2 separate regions of the Danio rerio genome follow, and region 1 is linked to region 2. Evidence: chromatin contacts called from public HiCAR-type data. All regions are on one chromosome and are shown on one strand. The core of a region is the stretch at or near the end of the contact, and the rest is flanking DNA. Distances in the headings are between cores, read along the strand shown.

What was found. HiCAR-type assays count read pairs that join an accessible place to other places.
Region 1: a contact with region 2 is called in a HiCAR-type map of caudal fin, with 6 times the contacts expected there. The contact joins the promoter of erlin2 here to the promoter of ptcd2 in region 2. A contact is called at or near these places in 4 of 18 Hi-C or Micro-C datasets (caudal fin, embryo, hematopoietic stem cells and 1 more) and 1 of 4 datasets of contacts at active chromatin or transcription factors (caudal fin).

The regions. Positions count from the first base shown.
Region 1 is chr5:36,087,658-36,090,954 of GRCz12tu, reverse strand. It overlaps erlin2 (ER lipid raft associated 2), which reads right to left and starts at 1,850. Exons shown (of 12, transcript NM_001128415.1): 1 at 1,749-1,850.
Region 2 is chr5:35,887,666-35,890,800 of GRCz12tu, reverse strand. It overlaps ptcd2 (pentatricopeptide repeat domain 2), which reads left to right and starts at 1,273. Exons shown (of 10, transcript NM_001017612.1): 1 at 1,273-1,420; 2 at 2,773-2,859. The coding sequence starts at 1,309.

The DNA.
Region 1 (3,297 bases), core at 601-3,100, 200 kb before region 2:
AAAAATCTAATACTCTCAAGAATGTACTAAAAAAAAGTACACACACATACTACAAATGTGTGAACTGTGAACGTAATCCAGATGTATAGTCCTTATGCCGACATCCTGGTATTTTTGGTCTAACTTTGACATTTCTTTTGTCAGCTGCTGGTTTTGATAGTAATGTGACTGAATGTGACAGAGGATCTCACCTGTGCAACCAACACCACTTCCCTTTCCAATAAGGCACAACAATGCCTTCTCAGTCGGCTGAAAAGTCGCACATTTGCACTATAGACACTTTCTTAATCACTCCATGTCTCTTGTAAACATTGTGCATTTCAAATTGTGCTTAATTCAGGTGAGTGGGCTTGACACACTCTTGAAACACTCTTCTCTCTTATGCACCTCACACTTTATCAAAACTCCTTTCAAGAACTCAACAAGGAAAACCATGTTTACTATAAATGTACCAATCATGTTGCACTGCTTGCTTCAACCTAACTAAATCTTGCACAATATTCACCTTAAATACCTCTCTCGCACAATATCCTGCACAACATTGTTTAGTCTCATGTAAAAGTACTTGTATAGCCTGTGTGCATAGTTAGGTATAGTACAGTATATGTTAGTTATGCAGAGTTTTTTTTTTTAAATAGCTCTAATGTCCAGTGTTGTGTTTGTATTATGCTTAACGTAACGCCGTTGTCCTGCGAGACCTGACATTTGGTTCCTCTGTATGTCCACACATGTAGTGGAATGATGACAATAAAGCTTAACATGATCTTAAGATATTTGCATGTGCATTTGCATTAGCAAGCAGTTGAACTTTGACAGTTTTGAACTGTGACCTTCTTTTGTCACGTAACTGTATTAATGGCAATGTGACTGATGTTAAGATATTTGCATGTGCATTGCAGTGTAACCAAATAATGAGTCTACATCTTTATGTTCAACAGTAAACAACAACTAGCATATTTTACCCATTACATCTTCAAGGGTGAAGTTTTTTTTTAAATCGTAGGAGTTAGTTAGAATTTATATAAAAAAATCTAATTGCAAAAAAAGAAGAGGAAAATGTCTATTGCACACTGATTAAAGTAGCAAAGTGTGCTGGTCTTAGCACGTTTTCAAGCCTTTTCAACCTCAATTGTGCATAAACGAAATATAATTCTTCAGCAGTGTCATACTGCTAAACAGCACGGTGTAAAAAAACAGTGAAAAGCGCAGTTGTCTGAGTTCATGGCAGATTTAAGGAGCATGTGGAGCTGACATTGCAGTGACTTTGATGTTGTTAAGAGGATTGAGAAGACCAAGCACAAATACCTGCAGGATACTGTTTGCTTTACCGACTGTAAATTATTTGAAAATATATCACAATCAGTTTAGTTAGCCAGCACTAGAGGGTGCAAAGCTTGATTTATATGGTTTTAGAGAGCGAAATAGCATCGATGAACTTTGAATTAAGCTAACGTTAACGTCCTGTGTTGTTTGTTAATGACTTGAGTGTCCGGAAGTTCCTGCTGGCGGTGGGGTTTATATTAGTGTAACACAAACTAATCCATACAGTTCTGTATCCTTTTGTTAGCATTAATAAGAAACTGACAAACCTCCTGTCCAACGCGCTGAATTCTAAACCCACAGAAAACATGACTAGCTAGCTTTAAATAATGTGTACACAAACACAATACGTGAGACACTCTGTCAATGCAAGATTACAAACCGGAGAAAGGACTTTATAGATGAAAGCGAACTAAAAGAGATGTTACCTAAGTATGTACTGTAACTCCTTTCCGATGGCCGGTAGAAACACCTGCGATCAATGAGGAGAAAAAAAAAACAGAGACGCTATTTTGCGTCTGACGTCATTGTAGTTTAAGTCACTTTTCCGCTGATGTTCGAGTACCACACCGCTAGATGGAGACAAATAGTTACGTATAGAAGATTGAAGTGGCGAAGATGGATTTGTTTTCATTTTTATCATTGGTTAACTAAATATAAAACGTAAAAAAATACAACTAAACCATTTATAAATCTGATTTAATTTCTGCAACATTTTAACACTTTGCAAAGGCTTTTTCTTAGCAAGCAACCTTGCATTAAAAAGAAGTCTAGTAGCCATCTAAACAGCTCAGACTAACAAGGCAGAGTTTGGACTAAACCAAGGATTTATTGAACGATACCTAAATGTCAATGGTCTACTATAGGCTAAAAACTAGGCTGAATACGTGCTGTCAAAACTGATTAGACATCTAACTATATAGCCTCGAATAGAAGAGTCATCAAATAAACAGCTAATGAACTCACAAATCTAGACTAATCTAGACAGAATCCTTTTTTATTAAAATGTAACAACGTCCATATAAATTAAATGTTATATTTACATTTTAAAAATTTAACATTTTAAGCACCTTAGACACCTTAAGAAGATGCTCTACGAAATTTTAATTTAATGAACAAAAGTGAAATACAGTTGAAAATGATTAAAGCAATACAAATAATGTAAGATCATGCAAACACTAAATATAGCTTATAGCCTAATGTAAATAAAACATTATTAACTCGAGGTTTTAAATATTATACAAAGTATTATACAAAGGCAAAAACTGTTTTTATGCATGTTCATTTTGAGATGTTGGTCTTTTGGTTTGTTCTTTTTCAGTTTAAAATAATCTTTATTTTTTGTAGTAATTTTATAATGCTAAAGTATTTTAATGCTTTCATAATAGTATTTTTGACTTACAGTTTTATTTATTTCTGTGTGCTTTACTCCGAAGGTTTTTACCGAGGCGTATGTAAAACGTGCCAAAAATTAAACTTTTTTTTTTTTTGCTGTTCACAGTATGAACAATGTACTGATAAAAAGAGATTCTCAAAAAATTCCCTTTTGTAAAAACATGGCTTTAATACGTAAACTGTCTTCATCCAGTGTTTATAGTTTCAGAGCTAGAAATGTACATTAGCACATATTTAAATAAATAATGCCTTAATTGAATATTTGAGCATTTTAGAAAACTTGTATTATAAAAAGTTAGCATTTTTGAATGTTGTCAACACATTGGTGATGTGATAACCATTCATTAACTTGAAGTCTCGCCTTTACATGAAAAACAATATGAATAAGCAAATTAAATGGTTTATACACTTAAAAACTTTAGTTTAAGCACCCGTTCTCACTATTAATCAGTGGCTTATTGCCAGTTTATTATTGGCTGTTTATTTGTACTTCTGTATCATCTGTATCACGTGTCTTTGGACTGTGGGGGAAACTGAAGCACCCAGAGGACATCACAAAACAAAATGTTTATATATTGTTAT
Region 2 (3,135 bases), core at 24-2,523:
AAATAAATAGGACATCTGATTATGTGGGAGTGCTCACAGTGGAGGTGCTAGCTATGTTATAGCATTAAGATGGGTAGAATTGACAGGGCAGGACAAAATCTTGCTATGTTCAGACTCCGCATCTGCTCTTGCAAGTCTAAGGTCATTTTCTTCAAGTAGACAAGAAATTTTGTATGGAGTACTCCAGTGTATAACAAAAATAACATGTCAGAGAAAGGAGGTGAAGTTTATATGGGTTCCAGGTCATGATGGGATCAAGGGAAATGGCTGACAAATTAGCAAAAAGTGTGTTAACAAAAGAAAATGTAGAAATGCCAATAACGGTTAGTAAAGCAGAAGTGAAAAAGTCTAATATGGGTAATTTTATTTAAAATGGCAAGAGAAGTGGGACAGAGAAAAGAAAGGAAGGCATTTGTATGAAATTCATCAGGTTGTTAAACACAAAACAGTCAGTAGTGGTAACAGGCGAGAAGAAATAGTGATAACAAGATCATTGTTTATTAAATAAAACACTTAAATTGATAGGAAAGCATGAAACTGGATTATGTGAGGGCTGTAGTGAAGTGGAGTCAGTAGAACCTGTGATACTAAAATGCAAAAGGTATGAAACAAAGAGGGAGGAAATGAGAAATAATCTAAGGGAGATGGGATTCAGGAAATAGCATTAAAAGGTTTACTAAGTACAAAGGACAGGATTCAGACCAGAATACTTATAAAGTATCTGAGAGAAACAGGTGTTTTAATGATAGCATATAAAATAAATGAATAAATAATTTAAATTATAATAGAAGGTAAAGTGCTGCTGATGATGTGACAATAAAAGTGATTTGATTTGATTTAAAGGGAATAGAGTTAAATATAACCAAGTAGTAGAAGTAAAAGTAGGAGTATAAGAGTACTGTGGTGGTTATTATTATTATTATTATTAGTATTATTATTATTATTATAGTATTAGAGTACATTGTAGTATTAGAGTATTATGGTTATTATTATAACATAGGGTTGAGGTGTTTGTGTGTGTGTGTGTGTGTGTGTGTGTGTGTGTGTGTGTGTGTGTGTGTGTGTGTGTGTGTGTGTGTGTGTGTGTGTGTGTGTGTGTGTGTGTGTGTGTTTGTGTGTGTGTGTGAGAGAGAATGGGTGGAAAAGAAGGAAGTGGGGGGCTGTGGGGGGGGGGGGGGGGGTGTATTAATCTATAAACCCAACCTCTGGTCCACACTCCGGAGCTGAAGGTGGCAGTAAAGCACCAAAACGCTGGATGCCAACCGCCGTAAAATTATTTGAAGAAGAAGAAGTGAGTTCAGTTCAGACATGGCGCTGCAGGCACTAAACATTTGGACTCGTGTTATTCTGACCGACGCGTCCAGAGCAGCGGTGTTTCGGGGATCCCTGCAGTCACACTGTTTCAAGTGTCGACATGGAGGTACATAATTGGGAATAAATGTGAATATTTAGTTGGCTAAAGTCAATGAACTGACACAATTGAAAGAGGTGCTAAGCACAAGTTACCTACCAACGCTCCCGTTTTCCCTTAAACTAACGAGCTGTTGTTTTATATATAGAATCTAACGTGACGGGTTTGACAAAATAATAAAAACACTTAGGAAACAGATGATATTTCTGTAATATAGCTTAACCTTCCTAGCACCCCCCCCCCAAATGTCATTAAAGTAACAATGCTTTTATATTTGCACATTCAATCAGTGACAACTGACGACGATAGAGGTAACGTTAAAGTCGGTTTTATATACGCACATTTGTTCATTTAGAAATTTAGAAGTCTCTATATTGTTTACCATATTACTTTGAATATTCAATAATGTTCGAATTGGCATGCAAGTGTGACTTGAAAACAACATTATAGACTGTTTATTTGACCGTGGACATGTTGTACTTTGATAGTCATTGGCTGCTAATATGATTTCGCTATTTTAAATTTGCAAATAATACTTTTCTGAAATTATATTATTAAGGGGAAATACCGAATGTGCGAATATAAAACCAACTTTACCTCTATCTGACGACGCTCCTTATATTGTTTACTCTGGTACATTATTCGTCCTTAAATCACGTAAGCAGGACTTCAACGCAAAATGAGCAATGCTTTACTTTAATAATCACTGGCTGTTAATATGAAATTTGCAAAGAAATCTTTTCTGAAAATAAAATTTTTAATGTTATTAAGGAGAATTTCAGAATGTTTGTGTGTAAAACCAACTTACCTCAATTCAAGATTTATAAATCTTCAAATGCGAAAGACAAACCAAAAATGCTAATAAAGATATTCACTTTATTGTGACCAGAAAGTATAAAAGTTATTTCACTATTCAGTCATTAGGAAACAGGCAGCTTTTATTTATTTTAGTAAATTCATAACATTTTAACTATAATAAAAAAGGAAGCTAATAAAATAGAAAAAAATCGATAACTTACTTATTTTTACTATAAGTGATGAATTAAATAAATTAAACATAACAATCACAACATTTAGTTTTTCTCTGTGGCTTTCACAAGTGGTAACAAACTCTAAAATCTTTTGTGTGTTTTAATATTTTGTCTAACCCATGTATAGCACTGTGTTAATAAAACAACACTGTTGTCCTCACAGGTCTAATTGTGGATTGAAAAACTGGTTACCCATTTTCTCTTTTTAATATGTACCTTGTTTGATCTGGCGTCTAAATATTTCCAAAAACAATCTGGTGATTAGACAAATTATGAATTTGGTTTACAGAAAGTTGGTCAGAGGAACTGAATTGTTTAACATTCTTTCAGCCAAGCGCTTTCTCTTATCTGAAGATGTGGTGAAGCTGCAGGAGTTCCAGCAGAAGAAACTCTCCCATGAAATGTCACAATTGAAAGGCAGGCATCATTTACCTTATCATACACCTTTCTGTTGTTCACATCTTATTACTTTTAAGGTACTTTCAGTTGTATCTGTCTCATTAATAAGTTCTATTTTAACAAGAGATGATAAGAACATTAGGATTTACAATATAGACTATTGCATGCCATTTAAAAAAACTTCAGTCTAAAAAAATGTGTTTTCATTTACATGATGTGAATCGGCTTACAGAGGCTGACTTGATTGATTGAAAGCTATGATATTTATCTTAGTATTTCTGTTATCAGACAGTT